Linked DNA regions of Anas platyrhynchos: region 2 is linked to region 1. Evidence: chromatin contacts called from public Hi-C data. All regions are on one chromosome and are shown on one strand. The core of a region is the stretch at or near the end of the contact, and the rest is flanking DNA. Distances in the headings are between cores, read along the strand shown.

The links. Hi-C and Micro-C count contacts between places; a contact is called where the count stands out from the background.
Region 2: a Hi-C map of subcutaneous adipose tissue shows a contact between it and region 1, with 2.1 times the contacts expected there. The contact joins the promoter of FGD3 here to the promoter of CARD19 in region 1. A contact is called at or near these places in 2 of 8 Hi-C or Micro-C datasets (skeletal muscle and subcutaneous adipose tissue).

Annotation. Positions count from the first base shown.
Region 1 is chr13:20,090,923-20,095,929 of IASCAAS_PekinDuck_T2T, forward strand. It overlaps CARD19 (caspase recruitment domain family member 19), which reads right to left and starts at 1,662. Exons shown (of 7, transcript XM_072044398.1): 1 at 1,356-1,662.
Region 2 is chr13:20,277,728-20,283,083 of IASCAAS_PekinDuck_T2T, forward strand. It overlaps FGD3 (FYVE, RhoGEF and PH domain containing 3), which reads right to left and starts at 3,981. Exons shown (of 19, transcript XM_027467624.3): 1 at 3,598-3,981. The coding sequence starts at 3,733.

The DNA.
Region 1 (5,007 bases), core at 412-2,911:
TCTGAACAGCATGAAAACAGGTTTTTAACTTATTATTATTGCACACAGAGACCTTGATCATGCCCATATCAAAGTCATTTGTGGCAACCTGATGTAGTAATAGAAACAGGCACCTTGTGGAAAGGAAATTGTCATTTTTATAGCTCCTCTCATCATATTTTTAAGCGAATTTCATCTGTATATTAAAATATTACAGCAATAGACATTGCTGAGCACTGAGAAGCAGTGGCATATGGCGCGCTGAAAGTTTGCTTTTATGACTGTGTTATACAGCTGTGAGTTCACTGCAGTTTGTGCTCTTCTCAAAAATGTCCCTGGAGTCACTACCAGCGTCTTAACCACAGACCTGAAAACCTGGTAGCCTTACTGTGACACAGACTGAAACCTCTGACACAAATGGTATTTAGCAGGCAGTGTTTCTGAGCGCTGTGGAATGGAAGTGCAAAGCAACCGCTCAGGAGTGCCGCAGCGTACACTGACACATTGCCTGGAGATATTTTTGTCCTGCAGGCTCAGATAATGATGCAAGCATCAAGGGTTAAATAAAGCTTCTCCTCATGCCCGTGGCACGTCTGCCTGCTGTAACCTTACCGCCACGAAGGTTGCTTCGGGAAGGCAGGTACAGGAGGCAGGCGGCGGGGCGCTGGGGGGGGACACGGCCGCGTCCCACACACACATCACCCGTGCTGGGGCCTGGCCTTGGCAGGATCCGGCCACCAAGTCCCCTCCCACAGCCAGGCCCGTGACATTCAAAGAGCACAGCCAGAAATGGAGCACAGCTTTCAGGACCAGCAGCCGGGACAAGCTGGGCATAAAGGGCTAAATGAAACCCTTGTGCCCTGTGAGGCAAATTGTGCTTTATTTTCAAAACGGTCACAGACAGAGCAGCCCTGGGCCAGGTCCTCGCTCCCTGCTGCCAGCCAAGCTGGACCGCGGGGCTGGTCTGGCTTCTCAGCCTCTGGGATTTCTCTCAGGCTTCCCCCCCCCCCCCAGCCTAGCAGCCAGATGAAGCGACCTGACTGAGTTTCATTTCCCAGCTTGTACAAGGGCAGCAGATGCATTTCCTGGGTAGCTGATCTCTAACGCGATCGCTGCTTCCCCCTGCGAAACCGCCTGATTTCTTTATTTATCAAGTTACTTCATTTACTAAGCCTTTCCCTTGCCATGGCGGCGTCAGCATGCCGCGTTTCCTCATTCTATCCGTTAACTGTTAAATCACAACATGAGTCTCCACTTTCCCCCAGCTGAACGGGACCAGAGCCCTGCAGGGATGAACAAAACACGGGTTTCAACCTAGTCTCACCCTGCGTTCAAGGAGGAGATGCGCTGGGACTGCCCGAGCCCCCCTCACTTACACGTTCTGTAGAGCATGGTCCGGGCGGCGGTGGGGCCGCTCCCCCCGCTTGTGGTGGTGGTTTTCTTTTTTTCTTTTTTTTTTCTTTTTCCTTCTGGCTCCAGACGCCAGGGCGGAAGCTCCACCACAGAGCTTCGCTCCCTGGCGGCCCAGCCTCGGGGGGGGGGCCCGGGGCAGGTTTCGCTTCTGGTGGCTGTGACAGCAGGGAGCCACCCACTGTGTCCTTGGGAATGTTGGCGGCATTGGCAGGACGCAAAGGTTGCACAGACAGCGCAAAAACGGAGCACCCCTTGCTCCTGGCACACCGCAGAGGTCGGCACGTAGAATAAGCCCTCATATATCGGCTGTAACTCACGTCGGAAATACCACAGACAGTGCTGTGAGGTTGTACGTGGGGTGACAAAGAGCTTCACATATGTGTTCAAAACCACGCGGCTTGATATCTGATCCCTTTTTAAAAAAACAAACAAAAAACAAAACAAAATAACAACAACAAAAAAAAAAACAAATTATGTAAAGGAGTAAAATACTCGTCCCATTATGTGTTTTTTGTTTGTTTGTTTTTCTGAAAACCCCTAAACATTGAAATTTTGTGAAGGCAGGAAGCAAATAAAGCCAACTGAGCATCCTCTCCTTAACATAGGTGTATAAATAAACAGCTGGCAGAGCTGGTAAGCTGAGATTCAGCCCAGCTCCAGCAGAGAACAAAGCCACCGTGTGTGCAGCATCCTCACAGGGAAGTGACCACCCTGCTAGCCCCAGTGCCTCACCTGACCACCACTGTCCAGGAAGGACAAAAAGGACATTGTGCAGCCCGCACACAGCCCACAGGCTTTATGAATTCAAGGCCAGCATCTGGGTGTGGATTTGAAGCTATTGCAGATCGCAGCTCATAGATGCAACATACCTCCTGTGGGAAACACTACTGTGAGCATTTCCATACCACCCTGACCTTGAAACACATGGACAGTCTGAACACATGCGTGCTTAAGTATAGCACCAGGGATCCAGGGAACAAGCTGCTTCACTTCTGCCTTCCACCAGATGAACTTTCATTCCCTTGCTTGCTGGTCTGCCAGAGGAGTTTCACATTTCCATCATTGCATTTGCATTAGCACCAGCTACCAGGAATGGAGACTGGCTTTTGAAATGTCTTGTCATGCAGAGAGCTGGAAACTGTACAGCATTTCCATCAGTTGATATCTTCTGGTTGCAGTGACAATAGACATGGCTAGTTGTTGTGGAATGGTTGTACAAGAGCCTTTCAACACCAGCACTGTAAATCAACCTTCTTCATAACAGTCCTTAAAAAAAAAAAAAAAAAAAAAAAGTAAAAAAATCCCCTCCTCCTGTTACTGAAGGAAGAAACAAATGAGGCTCCTTGTATCGCTTTTAGGGGAACATGATTTGGGGAGAATTTGCACAGAATCATCTCAGAGGCTACCAGCTGGCGTGGTGACAGGTTTTCTGCTTGGTCCTTCCAAGCAGAAGATTCAATTACGTCTACCATTCAATTAGTTATTAAGAAGTTGTGCTGCATGACATTTAAAACCAAAACCTAAAAACTAAAATAGTTGCACAAGCCATTTACATCTGACAATAAGTTATAGCTGATTCATTTAGTTACTCAGCTTCCAAGGCATCACTGCTGACCGGGAGGTTTGGGAAGCAGATGGTTGGAGATCTGGGCCATCAGCCGCCTCTGTCCTGCCCTTCCTGCAGGGTGTGCTGCGGCCAGAGGGCATCCCGCCAGCCCTGCTCTATGGCATCAGCCACCTCCTGCAAGCTTCGTGCCCCAGCAGTGTCACAGTCCTGTCTCTTCTCCAGATCCCAGACTTCTCAGGTGCATGGAAGCTTTGAAAAATACTATACCATAAAAAAATTAGATTCACGGCAGCAGAGCATGCAGAGGAAAACAGCACATTAAATACTTCCCAAGGGGCAGGTGCCTGGTGAAAGCTGACCTCTCCAAAAATCTTTGTGGAAAGCTCCATGAGAGCAATGTTCATTCTGCAGTAGGTACTCCAATATCCATCCCAAGCTTCCTTGCTCTGGCCACATCAAAATGCATTCTTCCCCTTTTTTCAGACATATTGGACATTTGAAGGCCACGCACACATTTGACAGCTCCAGGTGCTCTTCAATCAGGAGTCAGGCCACCCCTGAGTCATGTCATTGTCATCAGAGAAAGGCAAGAGACTTGTGGTTTACTTCTGCTGTCTGACACTTCAGGTCTGAAACTTCTCCCTTCAAGTACAAGGGTGAGACACTCACTTATTTATAAATGGAAGCTGTGATTTTCACGTATTCACCCACCTTATATTTGTAGCTAAAGAAAATCTCACGAGACTTGTGACAAAAATCACAGGATCCAGCAATGCTGAGCCCTGTGTTATCCCACAGCTGAAGCAGGTGCTCCCCGGGGAGGTGTTTCTGCCAGGGCTGGATGCGCTGGATTCCCCTGTGGAGCAGCTGGTACATTGAGGCTCAGGCCCTTCGTGATTCGAGCATGGCAAATGCATTCTCTTTCATTTCTTTCAAAGTCTGAATTTTCATTTAAAAGGCAGTAAGGATCAGATACTTTCCCATAGCAAATATCATGTCAGCTGGCTTAAAAAACATTCCCTGTTTAGTATTTAGCATAAGATCTTAAAAATCATCTTTTGGTTTCCTGCAAGCAGTCAGAGCTTAACAAGAGACCAGTGCAACAGCCTCAGCAGAGCTGCCTGCTCTGGGAAAGCTCCTTTAAAACACAGCGTGAGGGAACGGAAATGAGCGACTGCTCTGGTAAACACTGTTGGCATTTTTTTAATCTGTGAAGAATTATCCTATCATACGCTAATGTACATCAATTAACTTATAAGCACCTATGCAGGAAGGGGGCTGCCTTGTGCTTGTTTATGCAGCTTGCAGTGTTTAACTTGGTCCTTAATTGCAAGCCACCAGTTCCATAACATGCACAAAGAAATACACGGCCTCGGTAGCAGAAATGGGAACCTGAATTCTTTTGAAATCACTGGTAGCAAACATTTAAGGGTTAACTTAATAAATGTGAGTTTTTAAGTGTCTATTTTAGATTCCCAGCTACTTTCATCTCCTTCCTGCACAGCACTCATTTTCCTCCTGACAATAAATAATGTTTACATGAGCAATAAAGCCAACTCCAGGGGGTGCAACTGTCATAAACTAAGCACAGTCCCAGAGGGAACAGAGCCACAAATCTTACAAAAACAGCATGGGTGTTGTTTCCTTATCTTGTTGCGACTTTGCTGCTTCTTGTATTAGAGGCCTTAATAAATGACAGTGATCCAATGCTCCGGCACAGAGACAGTAAATGTACCCACCGGTGCCGTTGTTTCCCATGGCCATCAGTATCCCCACGATCTCAAGGTTTTACTTTCCCCCGTTACACATTGCTCAGATTGGCCCTGTCTGTAGGGCAGGGTAACTGGGCTCCCTTCTTACACAGCGTGTTCGCCCAGACATCCCAGGGCAGTTTATTTCACCCAGCAACTTGCAATCATATTGTAGTGTTTAAAGTCATATGATAACATTAAAACAATGGGGAGCTAAATCCTCTTTAATCCCCTTAATTGTTGAAATACAATTAACATAATCCCAGAGATGCAGAATAGGGAGGAAATGCAAAATAC
Region 2 (5,356 bases), core at 2,731-5,230, 190 kb after region 1:
TGCCGTGCCTGGAGGCCGGGGGCAGCCAGGCGCAGTGCCTACTGCCGGGACGGGCAGGGGGCACGAAAATCTGAGTTTTCTTCTGAGAGCTAGTGGCGAGCAGGCAGCGTGGCTCGACAGCTGCCCCCACAGAAGGAACCAGCTGAGGAGCTCAAACACCCCCCTCGCAGCCTCCCTCCTCCCTCACTTTTTCCTTAGCCTGAGATGAAGTGAACTATCTCAAGTTCTCTGTCTTTGTTCCCACATCTGAAAAATACACAACGCTGATTTTTTACTTCAGGGGAGCTTTCAGCTAGTTCAGAGGGTTTGGAAGAGGAGAGATATTTGCAAATGGTATCAATATTCATCATGATGCGATGATTGTAAACCAGGGTCTCTCAAGTGAAACGTTCATTTTCACATTAAAATTTGATAACGCCAACAAAAACAAATACCACAGTAGTTATTACTGCTTTTAATCTGCAACACTATTTATTCCACTCCGACAAGTTAACATGCAGGTAGCCAACAGCTCAAAGCACCAGTACAGTTTCTGTATTCAGCCCCAGGAACTGGAAGTATTTGTTACTTTTTACCTGCCACCCCTTTTAAATAGTTTTAAATTGAGTTTTGAGTATTTAATGAAAGAAAAATATTGAAATTGTTTACCAAGCAGCTTGAAGAAGCAAATGAATCTTATTCAAATGCATTTTAAAAGTTTGCAGCTGCTTTAGTAGGAGCCAGCATACAGAGAGGAAACAAAGCATTAATCACATCATGGTTACATCAACACTCGCTGTCCTCTCAGGTCTCACACAGGCTACTCGGGCACACTAACCAAAGGAGGAACACTTGCATCAATGTGACTGGAGTCTGATAAACTTAACAAGACACCTAAAACAAAAGTAGGTACAGACACTTTTAAAGCAATATATCAATTATCATTGAGTAAGGGCTGTAGAAGCAGATCAGCCTCAGTCAGGAACAAGAGCGTTCATCCAGTGCCCATCAAACCCGCTCAATGGTTCATGCAGGACAAAGCTGCTCCTAAAGACTGCCTTAAGGATGTTAGGCACTGAAAACGAGTGGAAAACGCACAAATTTTAGATAGGCTTTCAGAGGGCAGCAGTCCCCAAACCACACCATCCCATGCAGGTTGCTTGAGAGCAAGGCTTCCTTCAAAACAAACACCTAACAACTTAATCACTGAGCTTGCAGCATAAAAATCTCGCGTTGCTTAGGGGGGGGGAAAAGGTCACAGAGCCCATCTTGAAAATATCACAATGCAAAGAATGCACAAGGGAAAAATCATCACCTTGGACTCTGACTTCCCATGCCTTTCCTCCCGGAGCCCCAGTGCCTCAGCAACCTGCTCCCACTGCTACTGGCCTCGGACACTCTTCCTCCTTTTTGAGCATGCTACAGAAGCTCATCCCACACAAGAAGCCACAAGGATTTTCAGTGCTCTCTGTTGATTTCATCATTTTCAGTGGTATGAACATCCTTTCCTCCATCTCTGAGTCACTTCAAGACCAAATAAGCTTTCAAGTCCCAAACTCTTTGCACATTACTGCCTCAAGTGATGTGGTACAGGGGGCATCCACAAGAGTTTTCCAGGTCAGTAGTTCCTGTGGCACTGCTAGACCACGCTAGATTTCCTTAAGGAAAGGGTAGCCTACTACCATCCCCTATCTTTCTTTATCATCTCTGTGGAAGATGCCTTAAGGATCTCCTACCTTATGTATCTATAAAGAGACAGAGTTCCTCTGGGAAGACAGGGTCCTAGATTCGTCTTCAGCAAGTGTTCTAGACGTACATTTAAATGCCAGGAGCCGCACTGAAGGGTACTCCACCTCCAGCCTCCTTCAGGAATGATGTGAGCAGGACACATTTGATCAAAGTCCCAGGAGCAAGGTTAGCATCTACATATGTGAGTTAGATCACCACACTGTAGGTGCTGTAACTTGGCAAACAGAAATAACTCTCTCTTAGTCCCTGAAGACAACCACAGCCAACAAAGCTACACATTCGTGCATACGGTGGGGTAGTTAGAGCACCTACCTACCAGTGGCTAACCTGGGAGCCTTCTGTAACTCACGGAGAGGCTGCTAACACAGGTATCCCTGGTCACCTCCTGCAGGCTCAAATCCACACAGGAGGACCGTCTCCAAGCTTAACATACTGAAGTACCCGAGTAGCCCAGGAGATGCCAGGAGTCAGATTGTCTGAATAGCCCTGAAGCCAGGGCAGACGGTAAATCTCAGCAGGTCTGCAACTCACTGTGATCTTTCTTGGGTTGATCCAGCCTTTACCTGCCCAAGAAGTAGGGCAGAAGAGAAACTGCATTTGTACAACACAAGGATTTATTTCTTCAAAAGAAGGAACTCATTTAAATTCAATTTTATTTTTATCATTTTCCTCCAGCTTTATTAAGCTAAGGAGATATACGAACAAACCCAGTTTGCTTAGTATGACTTTATAAATACGGTTCTGCTAGCTCGAATATCATCTGTATAAGTAAAGCATTCTAATTTCTAATGGTGTGAAAGCTGGCTTACTAGTACAAATGTACATCTTAAAGAATGTAAAAAAATATTTTTATCAGTGTGTTCGTCACCAGATGTATTCCGTTTACATTCTGTACGCCTCTCCGCGTGGACAACAAACCCAATTCTGGCCATTAACAATTGCCAATAGTCCCTTTCAGTCCTTGGTGCTGCTGTGTTTCAGGCACTGCAAGAAGCGCTAGCCCCCAGTTCTGTTACATTGTAGAGCCATTTTCCTTTGTGCTAAAATTCCCCAAAGCTCGCACAGGAACCAAGGTAGAGCTATCCCTTTAACACAGTTTAACCACTCTCAATGCTTGGAATGGAAAATGTGACTTAGGTACTGAGGTTTAAAAAACAGCTACGATGTATGTATGCAGCCAATTTTTAAAACATGAATCTCGTAAGTTTTTTAGGCTTTTTTTTTTTTTTTTTTTTTTGCATGAGAATGTAGAGCTTACAAGAGCCAGCCAGCTAAATGCAACAGACCATTATGGCTCAGAGGTTTCCAATTTGCAACTAGAAATGGTTTACATTATAACTACTAACAGCTCCAAAAGGTATTTAAAAAGGAGAGAGCGGAGAAAAAACTTGGCATTTCACGAGTGCCTAAATATGGATTGGCAGGAAACAAATTTGATCTGTGCCGTTAATAATAGCCTTACCAAAATAAGTGTTTAACAGGACGGGTTTTATGTGGTTTTAGGAGACCTAAAAATACATTTGCGCAGCTCAGGACCGCGTTCCCGCAGAGCCGCGGTCCCCGGGCATTGTCAGCCCGGGACGGGGCTCGGGGCCCTGCCGCCAGCCCCCGGGGCGCCCCAAAACGCGGCCGGAGCCCGGGCTGGAGCCGGGGGCCTCCCGCCAGGGTCTCGCCCCGCGGAGAAGGGCTGCGAGCCGGGCACAGGAGGAGGAGGAGGGAGAAACGGAGAGGCAGAAGGGGAGAGAAAGAAGTTCCCCGCCGGCCCGGGCAGCCCGAGCCCCGCCGAGGACTCAGCAGGCGCGGCGCGGAGCCCGCACGGAGCAGCCCCGCGGGGGCCCGGCCCGGCCCGGCCCGGGGTCGCAGCCTTACCCTCCGGCTCCATCTGCTCCCGCCGCCGCGCTCCGGCGCTCGCCGAGCCGCTGCGAGTCGGGCCGGGCTGCGCGGTTACAAAGGCGGCCGCCGGGCGAGGGGGGTGGGTTTCCTCTCCCTCCCACTGCAGCTGCATCGCGCCGTGAGGCGCCGCCAGCGGGACGAGGCGCCCCTGAAGGCGGCGGAGGCGGGAGGGGCTCCCGCCGCCCGCCTCGGCACGGCGCGGCCCGGGCGGGGCGGGGAGCGGAGGGGAGCGGAGGGGATGGGATCGCCCCGCCGGCCTGGCGCTTCGTGCCCGCAGGCCGCGGCGGGGCGGTGAAGCCCCCTCACGCCTCCCCGCCCCGTCCCGTCCCTCGCGGCCCGGCCGGCGGCGGCGGAGGGGAAGGGAGCGCCCCGGGGCCGGGGGACGGCGCTGCCGGGCTCCGGGCTCCTCAGCAGCGCCGTGGCCGCCTCCCGGAGGCGCGGCTGCCGCCCGGGACCGCGGGCTGCCCCGCTTGATGGGTCTGATCCATCTTGAGGCGGCCCAGGGCGAAGCCCTGCCGCCCTGTTGTTTGGATGACGGAACCATTGAGTTGGAAAAGCCCTCCAAGATCATCTGTTCCAACCACCCCCTACCACCAGTGTCACCCACTGAACCATGTCCCCAAGCGCCACGTCCAACCTTTCCTTGAACACCCCCAGGGACCGGGACGCCACCACCTCCCTGGGCAACCCGTCCCAATGCCTGACTGCTCTTTCTGAGCAGAAATGTCTCCTCATTTCCAACCTCAACCTCCCCTGGCGCAACTTGAGGCCGTTCCCCCTTGTTCTATCACTAGTTATCTGTGAGAAGAGGCCGACCCCCAGCTCCCCACACCTTCCTTTCAGGCAGGTGTAGAGAGCAATAAGGTCTCCCTGAGCCTCCTCCAGACTAAACAACGCCAATTCCCTCAGCTGCTCCTCAGCTTCACAAGGCTCCCAGCTCCCACACCAGCTGTTGCCATCAGTGCCAAAAGCTCTTTGTGCAGCTGCTGAGGGTGGCTATTGGGCATGTAGCAGGGCCAAGCTGAAAGCATCTGTCCCAGGGCCGTGGATGGCTCTCCAAACTGCTGCCCTTTCCCTTACATCTTGAGTGGAAAGCAAAGAGAATATGAGCCCTGTTGTGCAGTCCCCTCAGACAACCAAATGCTGCTCACCTCCCAGAAAGCCACACCAAACCATATGTCGTTTCAGAGCTTCTTGAAAAGGCAGACCAGGACTGACTCATTGCTCTGTGTCTTTGTCAGGGAGAAGAATGTGCCAGGAACTGAAGGGTGATGCTGTCCTTCACAGGCAATGGGGCATTAATGCTGTGCTGATGAAGCATTGCTCTTGTGGTCAGAGTGGCCCTTCTGCAGAGGGTGTGCTACAGCCATGCTAAAACACTGTCTTCAGATGAAGTACATGTTTAAAGGACAGCTTTCTGAGAGGTAAGATCATCAACCACTCATTGCAAGGACTGAATAATACCAAGTAAAACAACCAAATTAAGCTTAAAAACACATATCAAACAATTTATCTCCAAAGAACAAAAATGAGAAAACTGTCTTCCGAAAGGCATTTCCCCTTAGGAAAAAATGCAAAACAGTAAATTCAGAAATTAACTATATTAGGCTTTAGTCTATTTTTCATTACCCAATAATCAATCTTTGCTCCTTATCTTTTCCCTGAGACAACTAACTAGCCATGATGTAGGTCCCATCATGGAAATACGGTTTTGAGTAACTTTAATATTGTGGTG